Linked DNA regions of Sus scrofa: all the other regions are linked to region 1. Evidence: chromatin contacts called from public Hi-C and HiChIP or PLAC-seq data. All regions are on one chromosome and are shown on one strand. The core of a region is the stretch at or near the end of the contact, and the rest is flanking DNA. Distances in the headings are between cores, read along the strand shown.

The links. Hi-C and Micro-C count contacts between places; a contact is called where the count stands out from the background. HiChIP or PLAC-seq counts read pairs in DNA pulled down with a chosen protein or histone mark.
Region 2: a contact with region 1 is called in an H3K27ac HiChIP or PLAC-seq map of skeletal muscle. The contact joins two enhancer-like sites. A contact is called at or near these places in 2 of 47 Hi-C or Micro-C datasets (psoas muscle and skeletal muscle) and 1 of 2 datasets of contacts at active chromatin or transcription factors (skeletal muscle).
Region 3: a Hi-C map of psoas muscle shows a contact between it and region 1, with 2.4 times the contacts expected there. The contact joins two enhancer-like sites. A contact is called at or near these places in 2 of 47 Hi-C or Micro-C datasets (psoas muscle and skeletal muscle) and 1 of 2 datasets of contacts at active chromatin or transcription factors (skeletal muscle).

The regions. Positions count from the first base shown.
Region 1 is chr16:46,678,480-46,681,179 of Sscrofa11.1, forward strand. It overlaps LOC102159645 (a long non-coding RNA gene), which reads right to left. Exons shown (of 5, transcript XR_002339503.1): 4 at 1-2,700. Among named protein-coding and RNA genes, the nearest start is that of PIK3R1, 250 kb to the left of the region's middle. Within about 2 kb of position 1,267, at least 7 of the 83 cell types and tissues checked have an H3K27ac peak or open chromatin away from gene starts, as enhancers often do. A contact at or near this core is called in skeletal muscle, where this site is marked.
Region 2 is chr16:46,946,224-46,948,923 of Sscrofa11.1, forward strand. No RefSeq gene overlaps it. Among named protein-coding and RNA genes, the nearest start is that of SLC30A5, 340 kb to the right of the region's middle. Within about 2 kb of position 1,413, at least 8 of the 83 cell types and tissues checked have an H3K27ac peak or open chromatin away from gene starts, as enhancers often do. A contact at or near this core is called in skeletal muscle, where this site is marked.
Region 3 is chr16:47,035,489-47,038,188 of Sscrofa11.1, forward strand. No RefSeq gene overlaps it. Among named protein-coding and RNA genes, the nearest start is that of SLC30A5, 250 kb to the right of the region's middle. Within about 2 kb of position 1,448, at least 9 of the 83 cell types and tissues checked have an H3K27ac peak or open chromatin away from gene starts, as enhancers often do. A contact at or near this core is called in skeletal muscle, where this site is marked.

The DNA of each region.
Region 1 (2,700 bases), core at 17-2,516:
CCAGGGATCTTTTCCTTACAGGATTCTTAGAAGGAGAGTTGTGGGAGTTGTGGAAGGTGTAGGAAGCCCTTAGAGATATGGACCATGTCAACAGAGGGCTGAAGATCTCATGGGATGACTCCTCATCATTCATGTTCTCTCAGATCCCTAGGGCTTTTCTTAGCCAGGTTAAGAGACCAACCAAAGGTGAAGAAAAAAGCACAGGTCTGGGACTGAAAGTTAATGAAGGGACCTTAAAGGATTTGTACTACTGTTGACAACCTGTGATGGTGATATCTACTTATCGGTAACAAAAATTTTTATCCTCTATGGGATGTTGTAGATAGAAAGGCTTATAGACAGGGTAAGTGTTCAGTGCAGTAGATGTATTTCCTTGACAGTTGATCTAGCCCAGGGATTATTCTATAAAATCACCATAGATACCACCCTCACATGGATACAGGAAGAAAACTGAAAAACACTTTTCCTAAAGCGCTGATTTTTCTCATCAAGAGTCTGGTTAGATTTCCCAGGGTTGGGACCTTTCTCCCTGCCTTGTGAGTGGGCAGAGAAAATCCTAGACTTTGCCTCAGATTTCGGCTCAGAAGACAGGACTACTGACCTAGAAAGATTCAGTGGTCCTAGCCCAAAGAATATTCAACTTTTGTTCTAATGGAATCAGAATCCTCTTTTCAGTGTCCACCATGACCTGGGTCTCTGACAAAATAGGTAGATTACTCCATAGTGGAGCTGCCAAGAGAAATTCTAAGCCACACTTAGGTAAATGGAAGCTCTCATCAGCACCACACACCCCTGAGGAAGTATCTGGAATGATCTTGGTTATTGCCTTCAATCTGAGTCTTGGCCTTATCCAACTCCTGAAATTTCCTTATTTGAGCCTGATCTAAGGACCATGTCACACCTGTACGATCAACTTGCTGACCAGCCCAAGTTCCTCACTCTAACCCCCATTCTTGCCATTTCTAGGGACACTCTCAGCCTCCGTTTCTGATTTTATCTAATCTGCCATAGCTGATTATCCAAGCTGAACACACGGCTGTGAGCCCACCCCAGGCCCATGCCCATCAGGAGGGCCTAACCTCATCCTAGGCCCTTGTTCTGGCTCAGCGCCTCGACGTCTGTTGCACAATTGGGCACCACGAGGAGCACATGACTGCCATTCACAAAGACAAAGATGGAAAATATGAGCCATCCACTTGGCAACAATGTTGGCATCTTCCTTCATGCCTGCTGCCAAGCCCTGACCAGAAAGATCTTGGACGGCTTATTGCCCAATGCGGTCAGTCCAGACTGAGGGTGGCTCAGGTCATGGCGCGTAGAGCCAGCTATGATGAGATTTACACACACAAGAAAAGGACAAAGAAGGGTTCCCAGACTCCATATCATCTTATGTCTACCAGATTTAAACTGAAAGGAAATATAGAAAATCTTCACAAAATTAAACAGAAAGCTTTACTATTGCTGTTGCTGTTATTATTATTATCATTTAGAAAATAACCAAAAAGAAACTATTCTGCTTTTTATAATTTTTGACTTGATATTCATAGGACAAACTGAATAGTTTTCTGTCCACAGAAAGCATATATGGTGTTTTTCCAGCAATAAAAGAAGCAGGACAATAAGTGAAGAAAGTTAAGTACATGGATTAGGGCATAAGCTGTAATGTAGGAAAGAGCTAGGTCATTGTTGCTGCAGAGTGCTAATCCTGTTCCAAGTGATCTTGAGAGCACTTTAAAGAAGCTAGGAAGAAAATTAAGCACTTGTATATACAACTATCTCATTTTATCTTTTCCCCAAATCTTTCAGGTTAAGAGTTCTTCCCTACACCTTACAAATAAGCAAACTGAGGCAGTCTCAAGCATGTAAAAGGTTGTTCAAGTTTACAAAGCTACAAAATGGTTGAGTTGGGAATTGAACACCGTTCACCAGATACCAAAGCTCCCAACTGTCTCTCATTAAGGCATGTCATTAATTTAGACAACTATCTCCTCACTGAAGCATATGCCAAAGGAAGTTTACCAACATTCCAAGACGATGTCATCAGCGAAAGCAAGGTCAAGTTACCATCGAAGGAGTCCTTCCAGTCCATTTCCCAAAACTGGTGTTGGAAGTGTTGGAAGGTGAGTTTGGTAATTGGTTCACTTTTAATAGATGATTTATTTTAAGCTGCCTGGCTTGATGATGCAACAAGCAGGGGAATGAGCTTGGTTTGAAGATAGATTTCTGATCTTCTGGGAAGTGTTTCTACTTTAATAAGCTTTGACTCACCAAGGAAATTCCTAAGGATGTTTAGTCACAACCTGCTGAGCTGCTAACTCTGTAAATACACACATGCCTATATGCACACATATGTACAGGAGTAAATAATCCTGTAGTCATGGCAGTGAATGCTGCTTTCATCAGGGAGCAATGCATTGCAGTCAGCAGGGGGGAAATTATTGCATAGGCAGGCAACCTCTTCCTCTTCTAACTTGAGTCCAGTGGCTGGTGACTTGCAAATTAACTGACAATAGATAGGTTAACAAAAGAAGAGAAGAGGTTTACTTATGCCCTCACACAGAATTACTCAGTGATAGATAACTCACTCAATAGACAGGATAAAAAAGTTTTATATACCAAACTAAACAAAGGGATGGAGGTGGTAGTTAGGACTTCACTGGGAAGGCAAGGAAGTTTCTGTGGGACTTTTTGATGCTAATG
Region 2 (2,700 bases), core at 163-2,662, 270 kb after region 1:
CTGTAACAGAAACCACCCATGTCATGGCATCCTCTAGAATTCATATGTCAAAGTTATTGATAGGTTCTTTGCCAGAACGGGGTCCTTGCCTCTACTTCACTCTCTGGTACTCCCTGCATCCTCCATGGATGGACCATGCTTCCTCCATGAGAGATTAAGAGCTCTACATCTTGGCCTTGGTTGAATTCCTTTTCTCATCACAGAAGAAATTGTAAGTATCAAGTCAAAATCTTCTGAAAAAAGCCTACATTTTAGAGGAGCATTTTGAGGTTCATTCACTAAGGCTCTGAGTTCTAGAAGCTACATTCAGACACCTATTGCCAAGTTTAGAGGTCAGGTGACCACAGGTCTAATTCACTTTGACCAAGCAATGAAACTACAAAATATACATGTATGGCTCTATTCTTGAGGCTTTATAGATTGGATCACTGTGCTTCAATGGTCTACGATCCAGAGACCTATATGGTACCATTGTACTGAAAATCTACTTTCAAATATCTCAACAATGGGGACCTTACACGCACGCGCACACACACACACACACACACACACACACACTGAATTTTCTTGGGAAATGGTGGTCCTATTGTGTAAACTAATACAGTTGGCCAGAGCATTTTCTTATGCTATTCAGCCTTTCAATTCCCATCTTGTCTTCTAATTATACCATCTCCTATTATAACAATCCTTGCCTTCTGAGGCATCAGGAATTAGTAGATTATTACCATTCCCCCATTATCTACCCATTCTTTGCTCCTTTAATCTTTCCTCTGATCAGATTCCCTGAGTCCTCCATACCTCCAACGATTTCTTCTCCTTGCCCTTCTCCAATTCCCAAAGGTTCTATGCCCCTAAACTAAGCTTCATAAAATCAAAGTGATATTCCAGATGCTTGCTCTCTGAGGAGCCAAGAGACCAGCTGTCACCTCTGGCCTCTGTTACTCCGTGACTCAGGGTATGCGTCCCAGAATAGGTCTGGCCTTTCGTGCTGCCTTCTCTCATTGCTGTCTGGCTGTTCGGGAACTGATCACTATCACCCCAGCTCCCCTTTGGCATTACTGCTTTCCAGGTTTCTTCTCCCTATAAAGTGTACATTTTTCAGATTATCTTCCTTCAAACTTGAATAGGCCACTGGTCAGCACTCCCAGAAAGGATTGTCTTTAATATCAACCTGGTTTAGAAATAGCCCCAAAACGTCCATAAATATTTTTACAAAAAAAAAAAAGAAGAAGAAGAAGAACTTTGTAAGATTTTCCACTCTGTAAGGAGAAAACGAGAGGAAAATTTACTTATGATTTTAGGCTCTTAATTACAAACAATATTCTTGAGAAAGTAACAGAACATCCCAGGCAGAATCTGCCTCTGAAAGGATTGGATGGGCTTGTGACGGGTGACTGGGCATCATGCCTGCAACTACAGAGAGGAGGTTTTCCCTTGCTACAGCCAATTCCCCTGTGGCTATGCGGACCTGCCTTGGGCTTCTCTGTGGTGCTCTGTTGCCTGGGAACCCCACTTTCTTCTCTCTGCCTCCCCCAGGATCTGGGGAGCTCAAATATGGCAGGTGGCAGGAAGGGGGTCCATGGGAACCAAGGGTCCCACCCTCCTCCAGGAAGGTGCAGGGGCCCACGCGGTGCCCTGGGGAAGTGCCCTGGGAGGCACTCATTTCAGGAACTCCCAGGCCCACAGCACTAATCCCTACAGCTTCAGGGGGAAGAACATCCCTATTTTAAGACTCACCCAGGTCTGAGTCACTCCTCCACTTTAAGGTCAGTGAAGGAAACATAGTTCTCAGCCGTTCTCTCTGCATGCTTCATTTTCTTCAGCCTCAATGATCAATTGGTTTACCACAAAGTGTAAAAGGAGCTTGCAAAGCAAGGGTAACCAAGGAAGCTATGGTGTCTGGAATTGTAATAACAGAGGCAAAGCTGAGTTATATGAGATCTAAAAATAAGTCACTAACCATATCCTACTTCCTCTAACTCCCATACACAGGTACCTAGAAAAGAAAACCACCTAAGGTGCAAAAGAATCAATAAAGAACACTATGATTAACCACAGCCCACCCTGACTCAAAGAAAGAGTCTTAACCCCAGAGTGAACAGTCTTTTAAGCAATGAGATGACAATGATATACATATATATTATACATACTGATATATATTTATGCTATCAACATATTATGTATTCTATACTACGTTATTATAATATATAATTATATGTATATAATTATATATATATTAATGATGCTTTGTTGTAAGCTAATTTGTCACTATTGTACTAGCATATAGATGGTCTTCACATAAGCCATTGCAGTAATTATAAAAGAATACCACATCAGGAGTTCCCGTCGTGGCACAGTGGTTAACGAATCCGACTAGGAACCATGAGGTTGCGGGTTCGGTCCCTGCCCTTGCTCAGTGGGTTAACGATCCGGCGTTGCCATGAGCTGTGGTGTAGGTTGCAGACGCAGCTCGGATCCCGCGTTGCTGTGGCTCTGGCGTAGGCTAGTGGCTACAGCTCCAATTCGACCCCTAGCCTGGGAACCTCCATATGCCGCTGGAGCGGCCCAAAGAAATAGCAAAAAGACAAAAAAAAAAAAAAAAAAAAAAAAGAATACCACATCACATCCACGGCATTTGCTACCCTTTGTGTAAACCACTGCAGGTCAGTGAACTCTTACACAGAGTTTGCCTGCAAAAAG
Region 3 (2,700 bases), core at 198-2,697, 360 kb after region 1:
ATATGTCTTGGCACAGAACTGACAGTAGAATGGACAAATAAATTGTGGAATGCTATCCAGCAATGAAACAAATGAACTACAACTAAAATAATAGCGGAGATGAACCTCATAGATCTAATGTTAGCAAAAAAGCCAGACACTAAAGTATATGCACAGGTGACTCAAAAACAAGCAACATTCTCAATCAAAAGCACATAAAACTAATCCAGCCTCTTAAAAATCAGGTTAATAGTTTCCCTTGGAAAGAGGAATGTGGGGGAGGGAGTTCTAGAACTCCAGAAATATTCTACGTCTCAATCTGTGTGTTTCATGGATTCTACACTTTGGAAGAATCCATCAACCTGCTTATTTATGATTTGTGTACTTTTCTACATGTGCTCAACTTCAACTTAAAACAAAATGTAAGAGTTATCTTACTCTGGACTACGGAATATCATACTAAGAGATCAGTCAAACAGAGAAGACAAATATCATGTGATATCACATACATGTGGAATCTAAAAAAAAAAGATACAAATGAAGTTATTTACACAATAAAAATAGACTCATGGATATAGAAAACAAACTTATGGTTACCAAAGGGGAAGGGAGGTGGTAGATAAAGTTGGAATTTGAAAGTAACAGATACACACTGCTATGTATAAAACAGATAAATTACAAGGGTCTACTGTATAGCACAGGGAACTATATTCAATATCTTGTAATAATCTACAATGGAAAAGAATCTGGAAAAGATTCTTTTCCAGATATCTGATTCCAGATATATCTGGAAAAGATATATATACAGAGAGAGAGAGAAATCATACATATATATATATATATATGACTGAATCATTACACTGTACATTCAAAACGTTGTAAACCATCTATACCTCAATGTAAAAAAAAAAATATGTGGGGGGGGAGAATATATTAAAAACATAAAAAATAAAATTTTAAAAAAGAATTTTCTTATTCAGAAGTAAAAATATACAGAAGCAACTTAGAAATGATATGAATCCCCTAGAGGAGGAGGAAGCAAAGTGCCCAGAGCTGTGGGAGGCAGCTCTTAGGGCACTACTTTATTCCTGGGCTTCTATCCTTGACTAACCTTAAGGCCAAAAGAAGTGAAGTGAATTCTTCATTAGCAAGCATGGCTAGCACCCAGGCAACACCATGTGTTCCACCCATTCAGAACATTGGGTTGACAGGAGTTAACCCTCCAGTGGGTATGATTCACTGAGTATTAATTACAACTGCTGCTTGCTCAGATTTTTCTGGGGATAGGACAGAACAGCCCAGTTTCATCCAAATCCCAGAGGAAACTTTCCTCTAGAAACCGGACCCTGCCATATCAGACATGACAAGACTTCCAAGCAGGGACCAAGGCAATGGGCCAGGAGACTGGCGGCCACTGCCCAGCTCTGCCAATAGCCCCACGTGGCTGTCAGCATGACCAGCACAGAAAGTGACAAGCTTTCTACTGCCTACCACAGAAGCAACATCCTGCATGGGGGGCAGAAGCCACTGGAGGGAGCGGAGGGCTGTTTCAAAACATGAATTGGGACCAAACATGGTTAGTTGTGACCTAATTCCTAAATGGGAGCAGAGTCCTGGCTACCAAAAGGTCTCCCGCCTCACTGCCAAGCCAACAAAGGCTTTTCATTGGGAATAGTTGGCTGCTTTGGATTTTAATGCCCTCTGGGAGGAGGAAGGCAATGAACAAAGAGAATGATCAGCTGTTGTTTTCCCCTAGGTGTCCTGAAAATGCTAACAATGCCATCACCAATCTCCTTGAGAGGGAAATGATCACTCAGGCATCCCCTTCTTGAATTGAGGCCTAGAGCACAAGGTCCACTAGATAGAGATCACCTTGCTCATTCCTGCTTCCAAAGCAATTCCAAAAGCAGCTGGAGGCTGCAACCCAGGTAAACCTTGAAGACAGTATACTAAGTGAAGTAAGACAGTCACAATGGACCAAAAATGTTAGTAATTCCACTCATATGAGGTACCTGGAGTAGTCAGATTCACAGAGACAGATGATAGAATGGAGGGATGGGGAATTATTGCTTAATGGGTATGGATTTTCAGTTAGGGAAGATGAAAAAGGTTCTGGAGATGGATGGTGGTGATGACTGAACAACAATGTGAATGTACTTAATGCCAGTGAGCCATATGATTAAAAATGGTAAATCTTATGTTAAGAATATTTTAAAAATATAAAATTTTTTTTAAAATTAAAAAAAAAAAAAGCAGCTGGGATAGCTGAAGTTCTCAAGCACATCCCCCATGCTGTGAGGTCATCATGTCTTCCATCAATTCTGCCCCCCGAGCCACATTCTGACCTGGGTCTACCAGTAAGCTCAGTTCTAGTATTTTTCAGAATGTATATTGGACTAACAAGATCCTTTCTTCCTCATGCTTCCCCCAGCATACCTCCTCTTCACATACTTCCCAGAGAAGTAAGTGGACCAACAGAATTAAATCAAAGGATTGCATTAAAATATTAAAGAAATAGTTCCAAAGACAATCCTGCAGAAGACAGCAGGAGGGATGAAGGTAGGTGGCTAGTCCTAGACAATATAGCCAAGGCAGTTTTCTGTAGAATCCCTTATTCCCCTACCTCCTTCCTTCTGCCTTTTCCTCACCAGATACTTCTTCCCCAAACTCAGCCCCAGGGCTCCCACTCAAGTAAAAAAATCCTTCTTCAGGAAAGGAACC